2 separate regions of the Anser cygnoides genome follow, and region 2 is linked to region 1. The links are chromatin contacts, called in public Hi-C maps. All regions are on one chromosome and are shown on one strand. The core of a region is the stretch at or near the end of the contact, and the rest is flanking DNA. Distances in the headings are between cores, read along the strand shown. Region 1 holds the start of EIF2B3 (eukaryotic translation initiation factor 2B subunit gamma). Region 2 holds the start of PRDX1 (peroxiredoxin 1).

Region 1 (5,985 bases), core at 1,746-4,245:
TCACCTATCGGTGTATTGCCTAAGCTAAGATGACAAAGAACATTCCTACAGAAATGCTTCCCCGAGCACCAACTGGACAACAGCTGTCACACATTATGATATTGTACGAACACTGTATGAACAAATACAGCCTTTTAATTAACCTGCCAGAAAGCTAACTCTGGCTAAAAAAGCAGCTAGTGCCCAGCCGGGATTTGCTCCAGCCTTCCTAGCTGTCATTTGTGGTCACTCTGAGTCCTTGCCTGAGTTCCCCCACAAGACGACCTATACAAAAGTCAGATCTTCTGCAGATCGGGAAATCCAGTTACCTGCAATAGTATTACACAGTACAGCTCTTAAACTATTAAAGCACAATGAAAAAAAGGATTATTTTAAACAAATGTCTTCCAGTCAAGTTCAATAAAAGACAATAATACCTTAATTTTCTGGTGAATATGCCTCAGTGAATCTGCCGTACCCATGTCCGCGTTGTCACTGATGCACACAAAGTCCAGCTTCATTTTTGTGTCCAAGTTTAACATTTTTTGGATTTCTTTCCTTGTAATCACAATGACCTCTAGGACAGAGGAAAGTGGGATGAGATCAAGCAAAAAAAAATTAATATATTCATCACAAATAGGACACATTCAATTTTTATCTGCAGTACCTGACGAAGCTATCAGAAGGCTTGACTGATGTAACTGTCTGACGGTACTGAACCACGAGCTTTTGGCAATAACAACTTTGGCAGAAGAGAAGCTGTTAACGTGACAGCAATCTCTCTTGCTTTGTATGGGTGGGGAACTGTTGCTGAAAGGGACACCTGCGTGTGAGTGGCATGAATCAGCGAGATGAAAGAGGAATGTCTTCCATCATTAACAAACAGCCTCAAACTGCACATCCCTCAACAGTATGACCTACAAAAAGCCACCAATGAGACCCTGTGTTAACACCATCAGCGTTTCAGAGCTTTGCCTTTTGCCCAGCCTCATCCTGTATAATCCTCTGTGGGCAACACCACCAACTACAGTATTACAGTGCAATAGTTAAACTATTGCCGAACAGCAGCTTGGCAGGGGAGTGGAGTAGTTTGTGAACAACAAACTCATTCCACCTAAAAAAGAAAAAAAGGTAAAAGCATATTTGAAGTGTATCAATGGTGGCATGAAAGCATATTTTCCAAAACAAAGACGAAAATGCAGGCTTCATTCCAAGATGAAGCACTTGCAGTTGGGACAAAGGGGAAGCAGCGAATCAGACCGTGGAACACCTACTTACTCACATAAACAAGCAGGAAGAACCCAAACATCACACGATAATAAAAGCTATGATTCAGAGAGGATTCACGCCATCAGAGTATTAGCACAAAAGTGTCAGCTTGGTCGGAGGACAGAAGCAAGAGAAAAGCAAGAAGGTGTCTGACTGCTTACTGAAGCTGCATATACAACCTTGCATGTCCAAATTTTCACAGGGCATAGAAGAGTTCTTAAGGATTTCTTAATGACACAAAACGAAGGCATAGGTTTACATTTATTTTTCCCTTTGTTTCTTAACACTGACTGTGCGAGTGGCACGAATCAGCGAGATGAGAGAGAAATGTCTTACATCACTAACAAATGACCTCAAACTATACATCCCTAAATGGTATGACGTACGGAAAGGCCAACACACGTAAATCACGAGCTGATCCCTACAACTTCAAAGAGAAGAGCAGCAGCTAGAAGAAGAATTCACTTTCTCAAGACAGAGCACAGAAGAACAGCACAGTCACCCGGAAGACACAACAAAAGTAGAAAGGCAAGGACAAATATAAGCGTGAAAACTGGAGATGCAAATGGTACCAGGAAGTTTTACGAGTTATGGGGAACACTACAGAAAGATTTGGGCCATCACCGAAAAGCTAAACAGAAATCTAATGACAGATAATGCGAAAGAACCTCACCAAAAATTTATCGCTTGAGCTCTCTTGTGAAATGAGGCCCAGAAAACAGCACTACCAGCCTGCCAGCTCCCCCTGCCCGGCTCTGTCTGAAGGCCAGCACTCAGCGCCGTGCTGCAACAAGAACTAAATGCCTCAAACAGAACAAATAACCCTGAACTTCACGCCACATTGGAACAACAAACTGAGAGACATCCCAAGAGAGCTGACACGCTTCTCATGCCATTTTTATTAACAACTCAGGGAAAGAGACGAGAGAAAGACTCCAGGTTAACAACGCTCGGAAGGACTCCAAACTTAAGCACAGCACGTAGATGAGAAAACCCTTGGTGAGGGGGGAAGCAGGAAGGGAGCACGCACGGATGTGGCCTAGAGTTAAAAGTAAAGGATGTGATATGGGTGAGGAGCAGTCACAATTAGGTCTGCTGCGGAGAGGAGGCCTCCATAAGGCCACTGCCCTGACGAGCAGCGACAAGACAAGGCGTGACAACGAGGAGAGGCTGGCAGCTGGCAGCAGCAGGACACCGGACGGGTGAGCCCGCCGCCCCCCTTCCCCCGCACCCCGCCTCACCTTCGAAGCCGGCGCGCTCCAGGAGGTTCAGCGGGTACCACAGCAGGGGCCGGTTGCCCACGGGCAGCAGCGGCTTGGGGATGCTGGCCGTCAGGTCCGTCATGCGGGAGCCGCCGCCCGCCGCCATCAGCACGGCCTGGAACTCCATCCTGCAACGGCACCGAGGGGCCGCGTCACGGCCGGGCCGGGCCCAACCGGGCCGAACCGGGCCCAACCGGGCCGGGCCGGGCCCAACCGAGCCCCCCCGCCCCCCAGAACCCGCTGCGAGGCGCCGGTACCACCGGTACGTTGCGTTAAGTCACGTCACGTTACGTTGCGTTACGTTAAATGACGTTACCGGCCCGTTACCGGTACGTTACCTCCGCTCCGCTCCTCACCGGCTCCCTGACAGCACCGCAATGGCGGCGCCGGCGCGCAGCGCGCATGCGCGCGGACAGCCGAGCGGCTCGAGGAGCGCCGAGAGCATCGATCCCCCCCTCCGCCTCGCCAGGGAGGCGAGAGGAGCGCCGACGGGAGGAGGGCAGGCTGCGGAGCGCCGAGTCATCGATCTGCTGGGGGGGGGGCTCGAGGGGACAGCGCCCCCTGGTGGGGGGGGGGAGTGTAGGGGGCATGGGGGGTGGTAGGGGGCGTGGGGGGGGTTATAGGGTGCACTGCATGAGGGGGGGTTATAGGGTGCACTGCATGAGGGGGGGTTATAGGGTGCACTGCAGGGCAGCAGCTCGCGGGGTGCATCGCAGGGTGCCTCGCGGGGGGGGTACTCTATGGGGTGCATTATATGGGGGCACTTTTTGGGGTGCATCCCCAGCCAGGCACGTCCCAGGAAGCTCATCCCACCATCCAGGTGCTTTACCAGGGGAACCGCTGAAGGCACAGGCTCCTGGGATAACAGGGTGGGGGTGCAGGGCTGAGACGGGGTGGTGCTGAGCACCCCACCCTTCCCATTGCCTTCCCATGTGCGGAGGAGAGGCATGGCACTGCGTTTGGGATGGGGGCACCAGGGCAGGGTGCACCCCTCTGACAGAGGACACGCCGCACGTGCATGCCCCCATCAGTTCATGGGGACACCCAGGCTGCAGGGGGAAGCTGGTGGCCCGGGGAGGGGACAGGACATGCAGCCCCCCCCGCACAAACCGTGCTCTCCACACCCCAGACACGAGCACAGCCTCGTTGTGTTTTTATTCCACGAAACGTCGCTACAGCTCGGGGGAGTCGACGGACACGTCCTGTGCCACGGGCTCGTCGGTGTCGATGGACATGCAGTTGTACACGGCGTAGCGCAGCAGCTCCTCGCAGGCCCGGGCCCTGCAGGCGAGACGCCGGGTTACGTCGGGGACGGGCACCGGACCCCCCCACGTCCTCATGGAAGGGAGGACGAGCGTCCCCGTCCCCAGCTGCACTCACGAGGAGTAGTTGGGCAAGAACAAGGTGCAGGAGCACGTGGAGGCCTTGGGCATCACGTCCAGCTGCTGCGTTCTTGGGAGAAAGAAAGGAGAGGCGGGTCAGGCGCCTGCGCCGCGGGGACACGGCCGGGCAGGACGGACGGACTCACCCCGATTTGTCTGGGTGGACGGTGATCTGAACCGGGAGGCGGCTGCGGCCCGTGATGAACTTGAGGAAGCGGCTGAGGTCCTCTGGGGAAGGACAGGGGACAGGTTTGGGGTCACCCCCAGAGCCCAGGCGGGACGCTCCGAGGGGATGGGACATCCCCGTGGGTCCTGGCCCGGTGGGTGAGGAGCGGGGAAGGCACGCGGTCGCTCACCGCTGGTGAAGTTGCTGAGCGCCTCCAAGAAGATCCGGATGCGGGGGTCGTCGGACTGCAAGTCCTCAAACGTGACTGCAGTGAGGAATAAACGCTTCGTTAGGAGCTCCCAGCAAAGGAAATTAACGTGGGACGCAACGCACCCCTCTGTGCAGCCCCGTGTGAAGGCAGGAGGGGGCCCCAGGCTGCAGGGCAGCCGCTCGCCCCTGCTGCTCAGCACAGCGCAGGATGCGTGCGAAGGACGAGCATTATCCAGGAGGGCCTCACGCCACCCCTGGCACTTACTGAACTTCTTCACATCGTCCACTGTCAGCTCAGGGTTCCCGCAGACCTTCCTCTCCAGCTGCTGCCAGGTGAGCAGGTCCAGCACGGGCTGCGGCACCACGCGGAGCAGCCCAGCCCGCAGGGCCGCCACCTGAGGGGCACCACGTCACCACGGCAGGTCGCTTGTGCAGCCACTGACCCACCACTAAAGACCACACCAGCCACAGGATATCCGGAGGGCCCAGCGCAGGGTCTCCTTGCAGCTGCACGGGCTGGGGACACGGCGCTACCTGCTCCTTGCTCTCCTCCAGTCGAGCCTTCTGCACCAGGCGGATGAAGTCCTTGCGGTCCTCGAAGCGCACCACGGTGCTGCTGCCGTTGGGGATCAGCTCCACCACGCGCTGGTCACTCAGCACCGTTGTGTAGGTCAGCTCTCTGCCAAACATGAAGTCGAAGGCCTCCCTGTCCACCCCCTCCAGCACTTCCAGCAGCTTCACCTGCCACCCAAAGGGACAACAGGGTCACAGCAGAGCCGGAGCAGCCACGGGAACGCACGGCATGGCCCCGGCAGCGCTCACCAGCTCTGCATCCACAGCAGCGAAGTCCTTGCTCCAGATGACCTCCTCCCCTGCCAACTGCTTCCACACCAGACCGGGCAGAGACAGGACCTGCAGAGGCAGTGGAGATGTGTCCTCCCCACAGCCCTCCCGCACCCACTGCAGGACAAGGACCAAGCCCTGCCTGGGGATGTGGTGGCAGGGGGACCGGTGGCATGGCTTTGACTCTTGCCAAAGCCCCTCGCCGGCTGGGCCATGCTCACCAGAATCTCCTTGCTCCTCAGGGCTGCTCCCATCAGCTGCCCGATCCACTCGTACTTGGCGAAGTCCTTGCAGGAGGGGTTGGGGACGTACATGTCCCTGGTGTCACTGCTGCTGTTACCCTGCCGGAGGAAGGAGAAGCGAGGCGGCCACTGGGACCGGCTCAGCCCAGCCTCTCCTGACAGCCTCCCTTCTCCATCCTCCACAGCCTTTCCTGCCCTGCGCAACCCCCCCAGGAGGTCTCCATCAGCTGGGCCCAAGCAGAGACCCCAGTCAATGGCCCTACAAACGTTAAAATAGAACACCCCAAAATATTGCAACCAAGGGATGAGCCCCCAAGCAGTACTGGTCTCTGTTATCCCCCCGCAGAGCCTGTCGCAGGCTCTCTGCAGAAGGGGTCTCTCAGCCTGCAGGACCCCACCGAGCCCAAGTTCAACTACACCAACCCCTGCCCAGAGCCCGCTGCGTATGGGGTGTCCCCGGGGTGCCAGACCTGGTTGGATGTGCGCACGAAGAAGGGCAGGGGCACGGGGACGTCACCCGAGCTGGGACACAGCTCCTCCGAGATGTCCGACAGGCTGTCCCGAAAACCACCGCCTGCAAGGGGGGCAGAGGCTGGTTAGTGTGTGACAACGGGGCTGCAGGATCCCCCCCA
Region 2 (5,985 bases), core at 1,107-3,606, 270 kb after region 1:
TCTTGGTTATTCAAGCAGGGTTTTGTTCATCTCCCAAGATAACAATGGAGAAGTTCTCTACATAATTACACTTTAGCCTTGCAAACAAAGCCACCTTGTTTCATTTGTGAACAGAAGACTCATGGTATACTTGGTAATCACATTTTATGTTAGCAAGTAAAATTTCACCATGTCTTAAACCAGTAAGGCCAGGTTGTTCCCCCTGAATACTTCAGTCTACTAAAAAAGAGTAAGAGGGTACACAAGGACAACAGAGCTTAACTTCTGGCTGCCTGGCCTAACACCAAGTCATTTGCAACATGTCCTGGAGAGTATTTTTGCTCTGTCTGGGAATGCAGAATTTGTGCATCACTTCTTGAATTCCAGTTACTTTCACTTTCAGAGCATAATTTTTCAGACAGCTTGTGAACCTTGTTTCTTTGGCTCAGTCTTTTTGACGTGATCTCACTGAAGACATTCTATATACTGTACAGGCACTAGCTGACTTGGAGATACAAACCTCTGTAAGGTTAGTACGAGTCTCATATCGCTAAAGAAAGGTAAGATTCAAAGATCTTTATAAATTCTGCCTGCAAGGCACAAAGTCCATTCCAGAACAGGTCAGAAACACCTTACTTCTTGGCTCCTTCCTCCTTGCCACATACTTTCTGGAGAACTAGTCCAGAAGCTGTAAGAAGTATTTACCTTTCAGTCAAATTTAAACTTATCAGTTTAGAACCTTTTCATTATAAGTTTTACATTTGAAGGCTCCTCCTACACACCCTGAGAATACAGAAACAATAACCTGCTACCTCAGTTTGGTTTGAAAAGCACCACCTTACTCAGTGTTTCTAACTGCCTTGTGCCACAAGCAAGCTCTTCTTCATCCCTGTGTTCATCCAAGGGATTTGTCTTCAAATTCAGCAGGCTAGGAAGTAATCTTATGAATGATGGTGGCCAAAACTGCCAGGCATTCATAAGATTGTACTGAAACAGCCTAGTAGGATGACATTAATAAACCCTCTGAACTCTTCACGTAGCCATGAATACAGATACAATCCTGAAACTGCAGTTCTGTGAGAGGGGACAAGGGGACAACCATTGCACAATATTTCTCTGAGATACTGCCAACTAATGAATTTTGTCTTCTGAACAATACCTGTGTTTTATCCGGAGTGCATGACCCCACAGTTCGTCACTGAATTACATTATTTTACAGTACTCAAGCTCAAGGTCATCCTTTTACTCAGTACGATGCCAATCCTTCTATATTTGTTCCACCGACAGTCCCTGGAGTGTATTACTGGGGATTCAGTGTCAAATAAACACTGTCAGACTGCTCTCTGGCACTTCTCCTTTCTAAAGCAGGGGGTTATTGTCCCCTTTTTAGGTAACTCGAAGGTCTTTAACATCAGATTAGGAGGTTTAGTTGCATTGCACTGCAATCCAACTGCTTTCCACTGCAACCTGCCGCCGCCTGCTCTTCTTGGCGAGAGCAGCACGCATTCCCACCTTCTGCCTGGATTTTAGCCGCAGCGTTTCCTAACCCGCAGAGGCACAGACCACAGCCTCAGCACGGCAGTTCCTTTCCCTCGAGAGGAAAGGCGAGCAGGCGCTGCAAATGCAGCGCAGTTTAATGGACTCAGAGCACCTTCCAGTTGCTCACAGCTACGGCGCAGCCTCAATTATCTTTAAATTGCAGTTACACCAAGCCAGGCCTGCGCTCTAGCGAAGAATTCATACCTTTAGGACACCTAAGGCCGTTGCACAACACCCCAGCCTTCCTCCCCGCTACCCCCAGCACTGCGGTTAAAGCCTCCGAGCTGCGGTCAGAGGAGACCGACCCGCCGGGCTGCAGCACGCCGCAGCCGGCTGCTCGCACACCGCCCGACGCCGCTTCGCGTAGGGCGGGCTCCGGAGTGACTCCGGAGCGACTGCGGAGCGGGGACGGGAGGCAGCGGCCGAGCCCAGCACCGGCGGTGAGGGGGGCGGGGGAGGTCCTTGCCATCCCTCCGTTAGAAGGAGGGGGAGGGAAAAGGGAGAAGAAAAAAGGGAAGAGATGAAGAAAGCGACCCCATCTGCGCAGAGGGGGAGGGGAGAACAAAACCAAATTAAAAAAAAAAAAGGAAAAAAAAAGGAAAAAAAACTCCCTCCGAAAAAAAAAAAATCACGACCACCCCAGTCGCTGCAAGCGCAGCCCCACGCAGCTCCCCCAGCACTCACCAAAAGACCTCCTCAGCTCGACGAGACCCCGAACCAGGCCCGACCCCAGCAGGAAGCCGCGAATGCGGCAGCCCCCGCCGCCCCGCCGCTTTATAGCGGCCCCGATCTCGCGAGGAGACGGGCGAGGCCCTCCCGGCCTCCTTCCCGCCCTCCGCCCGGCCTCCCCTCACGGCCTCCGCCCGCCCCTCACGGGCCGCCGGGGCCGAGCGGGAGGCTTGCAAGGGCAGCATGACTCGGCACAATGCTGGCCGGCTCCCCCCGCTTGATAGCCTTATCTGAGCGGGGACACGGCCCCCGGCTGCTGAAAGCAGAAAAATATATATATATATGAATAAATGGAGGTGGTTGGATAGCGTCCTGGGAGGTGCCGGGGGAATGCTCGGTGTGGGGATATTCAGAAGGTGATTCAGGTGGCTCGCTGCAAGAAGTGGCTTTTTAATACCTCAGTAGAAGCAAGTCGTAATTGTTAGGAGACATAAGAGAAGCAGAGAATGCACTGGGTGTTGAGGAAAAGTGAGACGTGGCTGGCATGCCGTTTAGGTGAATGGGAGTTTGCCATTGACTTCAACATCAATAAAATCTGACCTTTTCAACAAAGCAAAATGCGTTCGCAGTATTGTATAGGTGCGGGGTCAAATCTTCTATCTTCTTCCCCTGTATTATCAACCGCCTCCTCAACCTGGTTCTAATTCTCGGGGCTTCCAGTGATACTTCCCTGTTAATGGCAAGACCGATCCAAGTCATACAAGTCATGAAAAAAGCTGAAAACTCCATTAACTGTAACCTCGAAGCTTCGGGGTTAGGATGGAAACTCTTGGTCAACACACTCACTCATTTCAGAGAGTTCTGTGAAGCCTCTCTGAGGGATGTTTAGCCTGAGTGAATTCCCACGTGCATCGTGTTTGCATCCAAGAGAGCTGAAACAGTCCTTTTACTTTTTGATTGAGGACCAAAACCTGAGTGTACACATAAAAGTTTTATTAAATAATGAATGCTAAAGGCTATAAAGGGCCCATGACAAAAGGGTCAATGACAAAACTGCTCACTTTAGTCAAAAGTGATAAACTTGTTTACCAACTGATTTTTACTCCTTGTCTGTCTTCCATTTTACAGTTGTGTTTCTTATACCGGTTAAAACTTGATTATAAATTGTAATGAGGAGAAAACCACAAAGGATTAGCAAACTTTAATTGTTTACAATCTACAACAATGTGCAGTGTTGCTGGGTGACTATACCTGTGTAGTGAATCACCCAAGAGATGACTGGTTTCAGTACCAGATGAAGTTACTCCCTCAAATAATAAAAGCAATGTAACATTAATATGTGTGCTCAATAAAAAAAAAAAGAGCTCACCTTAATTCAAATAATATATCTACTGCTATTTCTGTTGTTACAGCATGCTTAATCTTTTCAAGAAAGAAGTTTGTCACTTTCTTAATATCAATATTTTGAGGACAATTGGGGTCTATAAATTGAGATGTGTATATAACTTGGTATCAGCTCAGGCCATGTACCTGTGAACAGGTTAACCCCTGAAAGGTCAGGCTGTCCTAATTAATACCTCTACAAGAATGTAGTCTCCCTGCAACTCTAGCATATTAACCAGTGGACAACGCAGTAATGACTTTCTCATGGTTTCAGTGCTTGCTATGCTCATTTCTCACACTTTCAGATGCATAACATACCCATTTTGCTTAGCTACTGCAATGCAGTTTGTTCCGGGTTTGTGCCTTTAGCATTGCATTTCCATTCATATGTCCATGGCCTCATTATTTTTTGATTAGTTTCTGAACTAATCTTTCCAAACATCAGTTTCTGGATGTTTGGGAGAGAGAAATTGTCAGGGCTGCTCCTTGTTCAGTGAGCAGATAGGTTTCTGTGGCCTGTTTCGGTATTTAGGTACATGATGCTATTTAGAAAAAAAAAAAAAAATAGTAGTTTTTCAAGAAGGAAAGGGCATGTCTACCCAAACAGGTGCTGGGAGGACACTTTGTTTCTCCACGCTCTGCTCTGGATTAGCCCTGATGTTGTGCTCTGTTAAAATAGCTGCTAGACAGGATCAGCCCATACCTGATTAGCACAGAGCATCAGGAGCCACTTTGCGCCCATCCATACGGCTATGGCCATAATAAGTAGTCTATGCATTAGCAAAGCAGAGATGGCTGGCCCTGCCATGTTGGAGCACTGAAGCTACCCAAAGATTTCCAAATCAGTAACTGCAACAGATTTTACATCTATCTTTTTGATCACAGTATCTCCCAGACATCTTGGTTAGTAATTGGACCTTGGTGTGCCGAGAACTGTAAAAATAAAGGCATTGGTCCTATTTCAGGACACAACCACATCTGAGTTTCCATCTATTTTGTTGGGGCAGAATTTGAGTTTTTTATATAAGTGTATCCAGGAGTAAGATGAATCTAGCCAGAACAGTACTGGGAGCTGGGCTTGGGTGGTGGCTGCCCTGGGCATGCCCCCCAAGAAGATAAAAGTCAGTTCTGCAGCAGAGAAAATCCCTGAATGCCCTCTAAAGCCAGCACATTGGGACATCATCGTGTATGTTCTGTAGAGCTGATCTCTGCACATGCAGAAAGCCAGCTGAATCCCGAACATACTGAACTTACTGTATACACACATTGCCGTCAGGGACATAGTAAGAGTGAAGTCCTGACCACGTGAGGACATTTCAATATAACATATGCAAAAAGACAACTCAAAAGTCAACAACTGAGATGTTCCCAGGCCCTGGGGCATTTATGCTTAAACAGCTGGTGCACAGTAGTTTTAATGAAAACAATTACATATCATTTAAATATACAGGGCACATATTTGGTTTTCATTGCTTTGCTCAAGTGAAGACTATGTTTCTAGGTCAAAATGTCCTGCATAACCTCTTCCTTCTTACACACCTTTTTATGAAGAAACTTCATTACTGTATGTCTGGATAATCACTACTTTTTGATGACAAAACATTTCACTCTTCCTTACCTTTTCCCTTTACTCCCCGTTACATCATTGGAAACTAAGGTTTAAGTTTTCATATGTGACATTAATATAAATCAGGCATTTTCTATTTCATTAAGATTGCTGATTTCCAATGGGATTTTTGATTGGCAAGGGCTCCAAAAATAAATCAAACCCAGCAGTTTTTCCTTCTCCTTTATTCTTTCCTCTTCACAATTTTGTATTTCCTGTCATTTTTATTGCCTTGTGTTTTCCATGTGCTCTCTTTCTACGTTCCTGCGTTTTGTCAGAACAGGCTACACCACAGAAAAATCTGGTCATGTGAACGCCCAAGAGATTAATTAACCTTTGTGCCTATAAACCTCCTGAGCAGCTGAAATCAGAACAGCAATGAAAGAGTCTGCGGCAGGATGATCTTTCTGGAAATATAAACAGGAGGCTCTTCGAAGCCTTGTCAGATATGTACTTTCCCTAATTGCTGACACAATGTTAAAAAAATCTTTGTATTTACATACTTTATAAATGGAGGCCTGAAGTTAAAGACAAAGCTGGTTACAGCTTTCTTTAGGTGTGGTTATAATGAGGTACACATCCCACCAGCCTTGAGTTTTCGTCTCAGTCACTGGCACAGTTCTGTTACCTCCAAAAGCGGTGCCTGGCTGGCTGCACCCAGATCCCTGTCCTGAAATAACTGCTTTAATGGCACATTTGATCTTCTTGTACAGCCTTAGTTTTTGTGCCAGTGAGGAGGTGCATTCCTGCACACCTGCTCGGTCTCCTCAGGAGCCACCACTTCTCCACACACCTTTTGGCACAATAGC

Evidence for each region. A called contact is a pair of places that touch in the nucleus more often than the background predicts.
Region 2: a Hi-C map of liver shows a contact between it and region 1, with 4 times the contacts expected there. The contact joins the promoter of PRDX1 here to the promoter of EIF2B3 in region 1. A contact is called at or near these places in 2 of 7 Hi-C or Micro-C datasets (both in liver).

The regions. Positions count from the first base shown.
Region 1 is chr8:23,520,681-23,526,665 of Taihu_goose_T2T_genome, forward strand. It overlaps EIF2B3 (eukaryotic translation initiation factor 2B subunit gamma), which reads right to left and starts at 2,996. Exons shown (of 12, transcript XM_048059023.2): 1 at 2,849-2,996; 2 at 2,490-2,638; 3 at 417-556. The coding sequence starts at 2,637. HECTD3 (HECT domain E3 ubiquitin protein ligase 3) reads right to left here. Exons shown (of 21, transcript XM_048058962.2): 13 at 5,824-5,927; 14 at 5,333-5,452; 15 at 5,091-5,180; 16 at 4,803-5,009; 17 at 4,534-4,663; 18 at 4,249-4,323; 19 at 4,039-4,120; 20 at 3,891-3,962; 21 at 3,641-3,791. The coding sequence ends at 3,683.
Region 2 is chr8:23,794,190-23,800,174 of Taihu_goose_T2T_genome, forward strand. PRDX1 (peroxiredoxin 1) reads right to left here and starts at 2,357. Exons shown (of 6, transcript XM_048058910.2): 1 at 2,203-2,357.